2 separate regions of the Sus scrofa genome follow, and region 1 is linked to region 2. The links are chromatin contacts, called in public HiChIP or PLAC-seq maps. All regions are on one chromosome and are shown on one strand. The core of a region is the stretch at or near the end of the contact, and the rest is flanking DNA. Distances in the headings are between cores, read along the strand shown.

Region 1 (7,435 bases), core at 4,456-6,955, 150 kb after region 2:
AATTCAATTTCTTTCTCAGGGAAAGTCAAACTTCCAGCATCAAAAAAATTAACTTAGCCAGAGAGGTTGTTTTCCCATGAATGGATTAAGATACTAAAATTTAAAAAGTAATTTATCGAAGATTATAAAACTAACTTATTTCAAAGCAAAGGTCAGAATTTCGAGATGGACTTAGGTCTCCTCCCCAAGAGAAATCTAAAACCAAGTACAGTTGCTATATTTTATACTAGTGCCAACAAGCAAGACCTTAAAATGAGAGTTTAAAAATTATACAAGCATTAATAAAGGACACTAATTCAATACTTACATTTGTGTTGGAACCCCTGTACCGTAAGAGGACCATAGAGTTATATCACACAGCAGATAGCCTTGAATAATTAATTTCCCTTTCCATGGAGAGATGAAAACTGTAGAAAGCGAGGGCAAGAAACTGTTTATTTGTGAACAAAATATTTACTATGAAAAAACCCGAAAAGAACCAATTAGATAATTTCTTACCATTTTCTTTGAGTTCAAGTCTGGGGGGGAAAAAAAAACAATTTTATGAGAGCAAAGAAAACAAATCCAGTAAAACAAAGTATGCACATAATTACTTACAAGCTTTTAGGAATATGGGGTGGTGCTGCCATGGTTTTAGGGTCCCTGTACTGAAAAGCTACAATCACATAAGGACAGATCTGTCTGGGTCGCTCAGCAACGGTGCTGCCTGAGAGTTCATAGAGGTAATACTGCAACGAGAAACATCAACATTATCAGGCTAGCACTGCAGAATTCCACACACACCAAGTTACTTCAACCCTGCACGGGCTGAGATTCAGAAATGTATCTTGGAGATGATTATACCTGGCTCAGTTCAAAGGTGCGAAAATGACTCGTCCTGTGAGAAACCTTGTGAGTATTCACAGCCACGTGGCAGTCGTAGCCAGAAGACGGGCTAGTGTAGTTACTTGTATAGTTCTCAGACACAAACCTGACTCTGCCCTAGAATGAAGACATTAAGACTAATCAGATGTCTTCAAACAGCAACAATCTTACTCTAGGATTTATTTAAAAGTAGCCTAATGAAGGATGTGTTTCAACAGTTATGTGTTAATAAGAACTACGGTTCTTAGAAAATCATCTTCGGGCCACCAATAATGTTAACATCCATGAACCCCATTAAATTTGTATTTAACCCTTAAAATTAAAAAAAAAAAAGAATCTGAGGAGTTCCGGCTGTAGCACAGTGGATTAAGGATCCAGCCTTGTCTCTAAAGCGGCTTGGGTCGATACTGAGGCGCAGGTCTGATCTCCAGCCCGGCACAGTGGGTTAAGGATTTGGTGTTGCCACAGCTATGACTCAGGTTCAATTCCTGGCCCAGAAACTTCCATACGCTGCAGGTATGGCTAAAAAAAAATCTGATATGTTTGGACATCTTTCTCAGGCAAATGTCCACAACTTTACCACAGTATCAAAAGAATACATGAATTACTCCCCCAAATTTAGGAGACTCATTTCTTTAAAAGAGAAATTACATGGCTATCAGATTAGCCAGCTATTCAGTGACTATATCATAAAAAAATGACAAGTGAAACCTGAAATTTCAAAAAGATGAGTTTCCAAAGTGAAGTATTAAGTTATCAAATGTAAATCACAGGCCAAGATAAATTCTATTAGGCCAGGACGAAGCAAATCACCGAGGAACAAAAACACAGTGAAACGTTTAACAGGCCAGTGGTTCTGATTACTGAAGAGTTGATAAGAGTTGCCCATTGGATTTCTCTTCGTCAAGGGTTACATAAGTCCCAGAAAAAGGAAAAAGAGAACTGTTGAGTTTACCATGCAAGGAACTATCACACAATGATTTTAAAAGCTGTTGAATAATATAGACATACATGACAAAAATTACACAAAGTATATACCAAAAAGAGGTGTAAAATGATAGGCAACTTTTATTTTGATTTCTACAGGATGCATTACTTAAAAATATATGTGTGTGTGTGTATATATATGTCTGCATATTTGCTATTAGAGTCCTGGTTCTTCATTGATAGGCCTGCCAAAGGCAATACTAAGACAAATAATATAATGGTACTTCTCAGAGAGTAGTCACAACCTGTATCCTCTCGCCATCAAACACCTTTTGATGCTGGGCAGGGCTGGCTTCTGAGCAGCGATGTAAGGAGAGAATACAGGCAAAACTAAACAGCAGTCTCCATCAGACAGGTGGGACACAGAGGCATGGAACCAACAGTGAGGCACAAGCAAACATAAATACCAACTCCCCACCCCACAAAAAAAAAACTCCAAAGGTTTGTTATCTGAGTGGACAGGCATGTTGCCTGCAGCAAAACTAAAGCAGTGACTGTGTGTCAATGCAATGCTACTTTCCCTCCAGTTCTTGAGGACAAATTTGGAATTCTGGAATACGAAGAGTTCACATTCATTTATAGCCGAAGAACTTAAGACAGCAGGAAAACTAAAACAAAAGCAAAACAAAAAGAGAGTATGTCCTCAAAAAGGTCCCCAACTTCTAAAATCAGAGCTTCCCTGCTATCAAGAGTGAAAATTCTATTCATGATTCACTTGTGCTGGACGCTCTCAGGGCACTTAAAACCTTCTGAGACAATCAGTTTCAGGTGCCACAGACAGCTCTGAACAAGGTCCAGATGTTTAAGGGTTAAAAAAGTATGTTGCCTTCTAAATTCACCTCTTCTAACTGAAATCACATTTGTTGATAAGCAGCTCCTTGTTTTCTGTTATTTAATGTTTAAAAAGTGGTATTGTGGGACAAGGTAAGAGGAAAGCTTTTCACTGAATACCTGTTGTATTATTTTGAATTTTTTTCTTAAAACATATTCATAGATCATCTATTAAACGAACAACAACAACAAAAGCTTTGTCTTTCAAGGAAAGGACTATGTTTAGCAAATGATCTACAAAGAACAGTATCACAGACTGATAATCTTTTGCTTTTAAAAGAAAAATTACATAGAAGCACGTTTAGGCTTTACCTTAATTAGATTAAAAATTACAACATAACCAGACTTCCCATGATACCAAGGTCTTGCCTGAAGATAGTCTGAGTATTTGGAAATGTATACACCTATAAAAGTATAAAATGTAGATTAACTTACACTGTAAAAGATTGTTTCACATACACAATTCACCTGTACAGCTACCTTTAAATAAGATAACACAAAAGAAAATAAAAGCTAATATTAAAAAACTACTCTGAAACTGCTTACCTTTTAGAAAGTATTTGAGATATTCTAAAGGTATGGAAACATTAGAGCTAAGATAAGGTAGGATATATCAGTTTGACAACCAATTTTCTAGTTGGGCACAATAACTAAAAAGGGATAAAAGCATCACACTTTTGGAAAATTTTCATTTATTTTTTCTCCACGCAATCACTCAAAGGCCTACTGGTAATTAATCTGATTCTCAAGTTACTGTTTGCAAAAAGTCTCCCTAAGCACTCAGACTGGATGCGTGCTAAGCTTTACTACACGGCAGCTCTGTGCAGTGACACAAAGGGACACAAACAAGGTCCCTGCGTTTGAGCAGCTTATTCTGACAGACTAAGCTGCATGGAGGGGGTTTTACTCATTTCGTTCACCGCCGCAGCCACATGACACGCCACTGCTGCTGAAGAGAGAAAGAAGCGAGTCTCCGGGAGGGGAGAGGGGATCCCCAAAGGCGGCAGCGGGCAGGAAGAGGCAAGGACAGACTTCAGAGGTCCTCCTCAACTGAGGCCTCTCTTTTGAAAACACAAAGACAGCGGTGAGAACACTGACACAGTGGATGGAGCAATAAATTCGTGGCCACAAGACTGGGTTCCAGTTCCAACTTTTTCTCTTACTACCAGTGACAACCACGTGCCTGAGGGGCATGTCACTTAAGGGAGAGGGTGGGCATGGGTCATAAACACATAAACTACAGGGTTCTCAGGAAGAGTTCAAAGGATTGATAAGCTTTTAAAACCGTGATACACTAGATTAATATAAAGGACTCCTATTAGACACAGAACTGTCCATTTCTATTTGAGCCAAAAACTATACAACAGGCCGTGGTGCGCCTTTATTATCAGCCCCACTACATGGGATTACGAAGAATGTGTATTTGTCACGAACAATCCAACCTCTGCTCCACCTTTCAAACATCAACTGTACCCCGAAGCCAGCCTCTCAAACATCAATAATAAACTCGTGAGCCTGCAGCAGGAAAATGGCCTTAAGTTTTGGAGATGGAAGCTGAGGCATTTGCTTGTAGTTCACATTCATATTTAAAAAAAAAAAAAAGTTTTTTTAAACAAATGAAGATTAGGAGTTCCCGTCGTGGCGCAGCGGTTAATGAATCCGACTAGGAACCATGAGGTCGCGGGTTCCGTCCCTGCCCTTGCTCAGTGGGTTAACGATCCGGCGTTGCCGTGAGCTGTGGTGTAGGTTGCAGACGCGGCTCGGATCCCGCGTTGCTGTGGCTCTGGTGTAGGCTAGTGGCTACAGCTCCGATTCGACCCCTAGCCTGGGAACCTCCATATGCCACGGGAGCGGCCCAAAGAAATAGCAAAAAGACAAAAAAAAACAAAAACAAAAACAAAAACAAATGAAGATTAATGCAAAACATCACCTGTTAAATGTAGGTGATAGGTCTATTATGCCATGCTCTCTACTTTTTCTATGAACTTTTCATAATGAAAAGAGGGGGATTAAAAAGAATCAGGGAGAAGGAAAAAAGGGTTTTATGTAAACAGTCATCAGGGTTATGAATTTATCCCCTTTCATGTCCTCTGAAGTGGTGAATATAAGTTTAAAAAATGTTTCTTTTACACAGAGTTAGCACCTGAGCCAGCAATTCCACTCCTAGAGAAATGAAAACACATGTCCACAAAAAGACTTGTACAGGAGGAGTTCCCGTCGTGGCGCAGTGGTTAACGAATCCGACTAGGAACCGTGAGGTTGCGGGTTTGGTCCCTGCCCTTGCTCAGTGGGTTAACGATCCGGCGTTGCCGTGAGCTGTGGTGTAGGTTGCAGACGCGGCTCGGATCCTGCGTTGCTGTGGCTCTGGCGTAGGCTGGCAGCTACAGCTCCGATTAGACCCCTAGCCTGGGAACCTCCATATGCTGCGGGAGCGGCCCAAGAAATGGCAAAAAGACAAAAAAAAAAAAAAAAAAAAAAAAAAAAAAAAGACTTGTACAGGAGTGTACAGAGTAGCAATTTCACTATAGCCAAAAAGCAGAAACAATCAAATATCCATCAACTGCTGAATGGATAAAGAAAATGTGGTACAACAGAATACGATTCAGCCAGAGAAGCACATGCTGACAACATGGATGAACCTCAAAAGCACGAAGCTACGTAAAAGGCGTCACAAAAGATGACACGTGATTCCATTCATGTGGAAGATCAGGAACAGGCCACTCCACAGGGGCAAAAACACAGTGGCTGCCTAGGCTGGGGGGAGAGCAAGTGACAGATGAAAATGGTCTGAGATTGACTGTGCTGACAGCTGCACAACTCTGTGAATACACTGCAAACACAGAATTCTATGCTTTAAATGGGTGAACGGAATGGTGTGTGCATTTTATCTCACTAAAGCCGTTATTTGAAAAAATAGTCAGCAGGAATCTAGCCATGAAGCCTGATAATCTTTCTCAGTCCTGAGCTCCAACTTCTTTAGCCTCGGACACTGCCACACCTCCTTGCATCCTTCTGCTTTCCGTGAAACTCCACTTCCTTGGGAGTTCCCGTCGTGGCGCAGTGGTTAACGAATCCGACTAGGAACCATGAGGTTGCAGGTTCAGTCTCTGCCCTTGCTCAGTGGGTTAACGATCCGGCGTTGCCGTGAGCTGTGGTGTAGGTCACAGACGCGGCTCGGATCCCGCGTTGCTGTGGCTCTGGCGTAGGCCAGCAGCTACAGCTCCGATTGGACCCCTAGCCTGGGAACCTCCATATGCCGCGGAAGTGGTCAAAAGAAATAGCAAAAAGACAAAAAAAAAAAAAAAAGAAAAGAAACTCCACTTCCTGCTTCTTCATCCACGGGGCGCCCTCTTCCTGTCCCCTCCCCAGGGCCCTATCCCTCGGTCCCATAACAACCTAAAAGTTCTGTTCTTTGCTGCCCCACGTAACGATACCTTTGGCTTCAACTAATACCCACCCGCTGCCCCCTTGAGCCCCCAAATCCTGTCCTAATCCCTTTTCCAACTACTTTCACCACCAGCAGGAGAGCTCCCAGAAACACTCGGGACAATCTCAGTACTTCTACAACTTAGCTCACTAAAGCGTCGTGTTCATCTACTGAGCGCTTACTAGGTGTAGGCGCCAAGCCGAGCACATTACATAGCCTCACGTAATCCTCACAACAAGTCTAGAAGATAATTTCATCTATTTTACACATGAGAAAAGTGAAGCTTAAAGAAATTATTCGTGCTTATCCACACTCTCCGTAAGATTACCTCTTCTCTCCTAACTCATCAGCTTCCTACTCCTTCTCCTTCGCTAACATCCTTGTGGTCTAAGGGGAAAGCCTTACGGCGGCTGTGTCCTTTCTCTTACTCCTCGCATTCCACAGTTGCCACGTGGAACCCACTCCCCATTCCCACGGCCATTGTGAGAGTTCAGAAGACAGGCTCCCTAGCCCTGGAGGACCCCGCCCATCTCCTGGCACTGAAAGACACCTTCAGTCTCTTTTCTAGTCCAACCTTCCTTTTAAAAAAGGTAACTCCTATTAGAAAACCTTAAGCCTTAGACTCGAAGCTCATTTACAGGATTAAAGCTCTGATTCCAAAGGTTATTATCATTATTATTATTTTTGTCTTTTTGCCATTTCTTGGGCCGCTCCCTCGGCATATGGAGGTTCCCAGGCTAGGGGTTGAATCGGAGCTGTAGCCACCGGCCTACGCCAGAGCCACAGCAACTAGGGATCCGAGCCTCGTCTGGGACCTACACCACAGCTCACGGCAACGCCGGATCGTTAACCCACTGAGCAAGGGCAGGGATCGAACCCGCAACCTCAAGGTTCCTAGTCGGATTCGTTAACTAACCACTGTGCCACGACGGGAACTCCACCAAAGGTTATTATTTATCATTAATGAAACTAGCTCTTAATACAGGTGTCTTTTGTAACTAAATCCCACTTCTCCTTGTAAAAGAGGTTCTTTTTTCTTACAGACCTACCTTTCCCTGGGTCACCCAGAGTGGTGAGAGCACTGCTGCCAACACAGAGTCCACGCTGACATACCAACTTTGCCTTGAAACAAAAGATCGTACTTTGCTTATCATATCGTCCTTGGGAGAGTCAATGAAATAATGCTATAGTCTATAGGCTTTCTAAGACAGAGTCTGTACACTGCATGTATTCAGAGCAAGTTTAGGCAAGGCAACTGTGTCTTAGTTACTATTAACAGTTCAGACTTCTTCATGAAATTTTACCATTTCTGTTAACAAAAGTGTC
Region 2 (6,900 bases), core at 1,281-3,780:
GAGGCGAGACATCCAGAGATAGGAGGGGCTTTTTAGGTGGGGGGGGGGATGAGACCAACACGGGGAAAGGAGCACGCAGGCCACAGCTGGGGGCAGCAAAGCACTCATTAGGGACATGACACGGGGTTGGCGGAGGAAGGGGGTCAGCAGTGAGACTGGACAAGGTGGGTGAACCCGGAGGGCCCTGGATGCGATTCTGGAGCAAAAGGACACCCCCGAGTCAGAACTAAAACCCTACGGGCAGAAGGACAGGCGGGGTGAGGGGGCCCGGGCTCTCGCAGAGCAGACGCAGGGAAGGCGGGGGCCCCGTACCAGCGGGTCACTGATGATCTCCCTCCAGAGGTGGCACACCAAGCTCAGGTTCCAGTAGAGGTCCTCCACGGGGAGGAAGGCAAAGATGTGCCTGAGCACCTCGCTGGGCAGGCTGCAGATGCGGCTCTGGGGCTCCTGGCCCGGCAGGCTCCCGAGGAGCCCGTAGTGCGGGTCGGGGTCGGGGTCGGGCCCATCGTCCTCCGGGTCTCCTCCGCGGGACTCCCCAGGCCGCGACACCGGCCCCTCGGCTTCCCACCGGGCCTCCCCGGGCCTGGGGCACGACGGGGACAAGGGGTGCCGCGGCGTCTTCTTAGAAGCCCCGGCCCACCGCCGGGGGCCCGTGGCGGGCTGCCGCTCGTCCTCGTCCTCGAAGGCCCGAGACCGCTTCCTGGCAGGCAGCGCCGCCCCCGGCGGGCCCAGCCTTGCCTCCCCGTCCCCCTCCGGAGGCAGGGCGCACGTGCTCTCGGCGGCAAAGATCATCTCGTCCCCCGAGTCCTTGGCGCTGTCCTGGCCCCCAGAACTGCTCTTGGCCATGACATTGGTGCACTGCTGCCGGCCGGACACGAAGAACTCAGGGCTGTATCCTGGGCATCCTCGACCTGTGCCAGGAAGGACGAGACCTGAGTGATGACTGCTGACCCTCGGGGGCGGGGCGCAAAATGAAACCAACATTCCCTTACCTGCTTTAAGAGAGGAAAGAGACAAATCTATTGGTCAATTGATTACACAAACAGCTTTATGCCAAACCGAGTGATCCTGGGCTCTCGTGTGCAGACACACATTTGGAAAGAGACAAAGCCCAGTCTCTGGACAGCGTGAGGACCACGTTACACGCCGCGCTGCATACAAACAGCACACCTGCCCAGACAGCACGCAAGCACCTAACTGCTCACACCCACCCATCTGCCTACGCAATGCACCTCTCTTAGCCTGCTTGTACAATGTAAAAAAACAATTTTTTGTACAAAAAAAACCCTAAGGTTGCATAAATAGGAAAATCATTTAGATTATTAGAATTCAGTAAAATCCGCTGGTCTCATTTGACAGTTAAAATCCTTTTGATTTTTATTTCCTCCTGTAAAACTGGCACCTTATTGTAAAATATAAGTCAGGGGAGTTCCCACTGTGGCTCAGCAGGTTAAGAAACAGTATCCATGAGGCTGTGGGTCTGATCCCTGGCCTCGCTCAGGGGGTGAAGGACCCGGCACTGCTGCAAGCTGCGGCGTAAGCCCCAGACGTGGCTCACACAGGCCGGCAGCTGCAGCTCTGATTCGACCCAGGAACTTCCACATGAGTCAGGTGCAGCCGGAAAAAGCAAAAAACAAACAAACAAACAAAAAAATACACACACACACATATAGTCAGAATTCTTTTCGTGTCATTAGAGTGCACCTAATCTAGTCTAACATTTACTCAATAAGGCATTTACTAAGCACCTATGGTTCCGAGACAAATATAAACTGCATGTAAATTGCATAATAACAGTATACAGGGTCCTTGACCTCACAGACGTCTCAGGAACTTAGGGGTCTAGCTGGCGATTTCACACATCACCACAGCATTTTTAAACTCTTGTGAACTGCTGTGAAATGCCAGTGAAGTAGTTAACACCTTACCGACATACAGCAAGACATGCGCTACTTCCCTGAAAGGGCTCAACCCAGAATCCTCAAGTAAATGAGGCAGGGGGGCCAGACAGTGGAACAAAACAAGGTTTAGAATTTATAAAGTTTAATATTTTTCCCATGTCAGATAAACATTATAACTGTTTCTGGGGCACCTCGATAGAAACCAGAAGTTTTGAAGTCAAGGGGCCTGGGTGAAATCCTGCTATTTTCTAGCTGGGGAATTCAGTCGCACCAAAACCTCTGAAGACCTACCCCTCGTTCGGTGCCACGTTTCCCGCAGAAACACACCCATGCTGACAAGTCTATCAGGAAAGCGCTCACCGCACAGAAGAGAAGTTGACTCACACACACACAACAGACAAGTGTCAGACGACACAGGGCCACTGCCCTGAACCTCCCTCCTCGAATTGGTGACAGTGGTTCCCAAACGTGATAAACACATACGCCACCCCCATCCCGGTATTTCGCACGCCTGGGGAAGGCCTGAGTTGGATTCTGCAATGAGATGCAGGGCGGGGAAGGGAGCCCGTCCGGCTTACATGAACAGGCAGTGGCAGCAGAGGCAGGAAACTGCTGGGCACGTGAAGGGGAGGAAGAAAGGCAAGCTGCCAGAAGCAGAACTTGCGTGTAGGAATGTCAGCGGACGGGGCTTGAGTCCCCTAACAGCAGCAGGGACACGGCCCACACTGCAGGCTGGGAGCGGGTCTGGGAGCAGGCTGGTGACATGACAGAAAGTGGGACGAAGGACCATTATGTGATGATGTATGTGCGACGTGCTTGGGAAGAAACAAAGTCTGGAGACAAGCAGGAGGGTCAGAGCAGCAGCCCGGGCACGAGGCGACAAAGGGCACTGAAGACGCTACCACAAAAGCCTGGAACAAGGGGCGCCAGGAGGAACACGGCGACACCGTGGGCCCAGTGACAGACTGGACAAGTCAGATCACGGCTGGAATCGTGGCGACACGCTTCCTACACGTGAGAGTGGAGACGCCCCGTGTCTTCCTGGGCCTCTTTCACCCCACGGCGCTAAGATGGGATTGTCACGGGAAACCCACACATCAGGAAGAAGGCTCAAACTGTGGCAACAGGATGGCAAGTGACAGTAGCAATATTTACACAGGGACACACACACTAGAGATGTGGAGGGCAGACGTACCCCGAGTCCCTCGCTTTGCTCTGGGTCTAGGATAGAGACCGTGGTTGGGGTCTCTGTTTGTCCATCTTTGACCGAAGGGCTGGGTCACAGCCAAGTGACTCCGCGCCAAATGTTGGCAGTCGATGGCCGTAAGATGCTTCCGCTTAAACCGTCTCACTGTTTTGCACCAGCAGGCAGAAGAAACGGGACACGTGTTAGTTATCACCAATTCTCAAGCTGGCCAGCAAATTAATTTTCAGGAATACAGTGACTACAGCCCACCTTCTCCAGCCCTTCTCCTCTCCTATTTTCCCAATTTTCAGTCATGTCGATTTCTTAGCATAGTTCCCTTCAGATTTGAGAGGAAATCCCAAGATCATAAAATAACCTATCACACTTTCTAGAAGCCCTGACAATGACACACTCATTCAAAAAGAAGGTACCCCTCACTAACAGATAAACTGAAAGCTGGCATCTTTTCCTTGACTTTAGCCAGGCCATTTATGGTCCCATAATGACCATGACTATTTTCAGAGTTGGCTACAGCTTTTCAAAAATAAACTCATTCCTTATATACCAGCTTTCCCCAAGTCACAGAAGCAGACCACACTGACCAATGCGGAGTCACTGCAGAGTCCCTGTGTGCCTCCCGCCCCCCACCCCCACCCCATGCACCTGCCCAGCCCCCAGGGCATCTGGCAGGAGGAAGAGGGTGGGAACAGGGCCCCCAAACAGAAGAGAACCAAGTCTGCTTTTCAGCATCTTCAGAGGAGGAAATTTCATATTCTCCCTCAGCAACACACTATAGCAGCAGGTGTACCTAGAATTCCATCTCAAGAGTATTGAAATAGTTTATAGTAGTCGTTTTCTGCCAGGTCATTCTTTTTCATATTTAACTGAGACTCTCTATGTTGCTGCATCTTACTGCATGTAAGCTCTACCTACCTCCTATGGCATTAAATAGGCTAGTTACACGACTGTAAAACAGTACAGTTACACTTTATAGAAGGAAAAAAAAGAGAGAGAGAGAGAGGACAAGAATCGATACAACCAGAGAATTAAAGCGATCCTTTACAGGAGATGATCAGCAGAGAAACCAGTTTCTTCCAGCACCGTGTTTTCACAGGTCCTAAAAATACTCGAGTAAACGGGAGTATCAACGGCCAGACTCTCACCCAGCACATCCTACAGCCCTGAAGGGTCGAAAACCAAGACACTACTGGGTCTTCCTGGAACTCATATTCCTAATCAGGAGCCCCCCCCCTCGGCCCTTAGCTTCTTCAGAAACGATTCTTCCAGGTTTCAGTCTATTCTTTCAAGGTTTAACAGGAGTTTTTTTAAAACATTATTTCTACACACAAAAATCGTTCTACAGGTCCCTCTAAAAGGATGCTGGAGACCTTTTAACTTCCTGAATTCAGAGTTAAGATGCAGCAGTATTACTGCTAAGCCACAGAGCAGTATTTAAAAATATGCTCAGCTGGGTAAAAGCAAACACACAACACGTCTAGTGAAGAGACAGTGGAACTGACGGGGGGTGGGATGGGGGGATGACAAAAAAAGGGGTGTGATCCCTCAGCTGACCACACAGCAACCAGAGGACCCCCAGTCCCTTAGCTTCTCTAAGACTGAGAAGTGTTATAATAATTGAGAAAATACACCCCAAAATGTTAAATTATAAAAACGCTATACAAATATCCCCATCCGCTTATTCTCTTGAACAAAGCTTAGAAGTGACTGATTTGCATAAAACACTGAAATAACTTTCCAATTATAAAGATGTCACCTAGGGGTCCCCTTTTGGCTCCGTGGGCTATAGATCTGGCGTGGCCACTGCAGCTGCTCGGGTTGCGGCTGTGGCTCAGGTTTGATCCCTGGGCCCAGGAACCTCTACATGCCAAGGGTGCGGCCAAAAATAAAAAAAAAAATAAAAGATGTCACCTAATGACAAGACATGAAGTCCATCAGCAGTGCAAGGACAACCCGCTCTGTATTACTGGAAATAGCTTTTCAAAAGCCAAGTAATATGTCTTAATTACTTCTTATGAACAGAAAATACCCTTCACTGTAATGATTTTATCAGTTTCACTCCTCTGCTGCTGGACACATTCCTCTACACTAAACACCAAATCTTGGAGTTCCTACAGTGGCTCAGTGGGTTAAGAACCGGATCCGGTGTTGCTGCGGCTGTGGTGTAGGCCGGCCGTTGCAGCTCCGATGCAACCCCTAGACTGGGAACTTCCATGTGCCATAGGTGCAGCCCTAAAAAGAAAAAGACAATAAATTAAAAAATAAAAACCAAGTCTTATTCATATGGGGGGGGCAGAAAAAGAACGTGTGGTTTTTCTATTTTAAAAATATAATAGGAGTTCTCGTCGTGGCGCAGTGGTTAACGAATCCGACTAGGAACCACGAGGTTGCAGGTTCGATCCCTGCCCTTGCTCAGTGGGTTGAGGATCTGGCGTTGCCGTGAGCTGTGGTGTAGGTTGCAGACGCGGCTCGGATCCCGCGTTGCTGTGGCTCTGGCGTAGGCCGGTGGCTACGGCTCCGATTAGACCCCTAGCCTGGGAACCTCCATATGCTATGAGAGCGGCCCTAGAAAAGACAAAAAGACCAAATAAATAAATAAATATATAATAAATGTGAAAATTTCCTATATTGAAAAAAACAAGCTTAATGTCTGATTCTTCTCTTTGATGAGACATAAAAATTTACCTCTTCTGCTCAAAACCCTTGCTGTTACAAAGCCAACCACCTCAATGCTGTTTTGTCTGAATGGGGCCCTCTGGGCAGACTGGCAGAAGAGATACGGAAGCCTACAAAGAGCCTCGCACAACAGAGTGGGACCAAGAATTCGGATCCACGGGTCTGGACTGGCGGGTCCCCAGGGCGGGCTCTAAGATTTTGGATTTCGGTGCCGTGGGGGGTGGAGGGCGGGGAGCCCTGGGACAGCTACACTGACGAATGCCACCCTGAATTCAGACGCTCCAAACACGCCTGGCTCAGCTACGGGGGCGGCGGCGGAATTCCGGCTGAGAAACCCGCTAACCCTGTGGCGCCCCGAGGTGTGGCTGACCTCCGCTTTCTCATCAGACACCCCAGTTGTTTCCGAGCTGGCCGCACGATTCTAGAATTAGAACTGGACACAGCTGCAAAGAGTTCCCAACAGAGCACGTCCTACTTAAAAAGGGGGCAAGGTCTGCTGCCAAGCTGCCCTGAAGAGGAAGCGTTCAGATGAGGCCGCAAGGACCGCGACTAATGGTGTCAAACCCTCCAACTCATGAGAGCAGATGGGGGAGGGGGGTGGTTTGCTTCCAGAGTTCTAGTTCTTTCCAGAGTATTCCTGCAAGGGGCCCCAGGCCTGCCACCGTCGCTGTCCACGCACAGTGGCCCCGGGGCCCTGACTGCCACCTGCGAGGCAGGGCTAGCACTTGAACTACGTCCCTGACTTGGGCAAGAGGTGGGCCCCTGGGCCGCTTCTCCAGAGATGAGGGCGGTGGCTCACTGCCCGGCAGGCGCTTACACCAGAGGCTGGGTGAGGTGCTGGGAGTGGGAGCAGGCGGGCTGATCGCCAGCAGCCTGGGTTCCCTTCTCACCGCGAGGAGCTAAGCTGCCACACGGGGTCCCCACCAGGGTCACGCAGGTCAAGGCAGCCAGAACGGCTGAGAGCATCTCGCGCCGCCCACGTGGAGGCTGCCGAAGCCCATCGGCTGAAATGTGGGATGGGCACGTGGCCCACACCAGGCTGCTGGGCTCCTGAAAGGCTGCCGACGTCTTCACAGCATCGGCGTGCTTGTGAGCTGAGTGTGAAACACTCGAGCCTTC

What was found. HiChIP or PLAC-seq counts read pairs in DNA pulled down with a chosen protein or histone mark.
Region 1: an H3K27ac HiChIP or PLAC-seq map of alveolar macrophages shows a contact between it and region 2. The contact joins two enhancer-like sites. A contact is called at or near these places in 1 of 47 Hi-C or Micro-C datasets (epiblast stem cells) and 1 of 2 datasets of contacts at active chromatin or transcription factors (alveolar macrophages).

Annotation. Positions count from the first base shown.
Region 1 is chr10:65,237,561-65,244,995 of Sscrofa11.1, forward strand. FAM208B (protein FAM208B) reads right to left here. Exons shown (of 22, transcript XM_021065043.1): 5 at 844-981; 6 at 598-728; 7 at 499-518; 8 at 308-407. Among named protein-coding and RNA genes, the nearest start is that of FAM208B, 27 kb to the right of the region's middle. Within about 2 kb of position 5,706, at least 1 of the 83 cell types and tissues checked has an H3K27ac peak or open chromatin away from gene starts, as enhancers often do. A contact at or near this core is called in alveolar macrophages, where this site is marked.
Region 2 is chr10:65,093,386-65,100,285 of Sscrofa11.1, forward strand. It overlaps FBXO18 (F-box DNA helicase 1), which reads right to left. Exons shown (of 20, transcript XM_021065040.1): 2 at 313-911. The coding sequence starts at 846. Among named protein-coding and RNA genes, the nearest start is that of FBXO18, 12 kb to the right of the region's middle. Within about 2 kb of position 2,531, at least 4 of the 83 cell types and tissues checked have an H3K27ac peak or open chromatin away from gene starts, as enhancers often do. A contact at or near this core is called in alveolar macrophages, where this site is marked.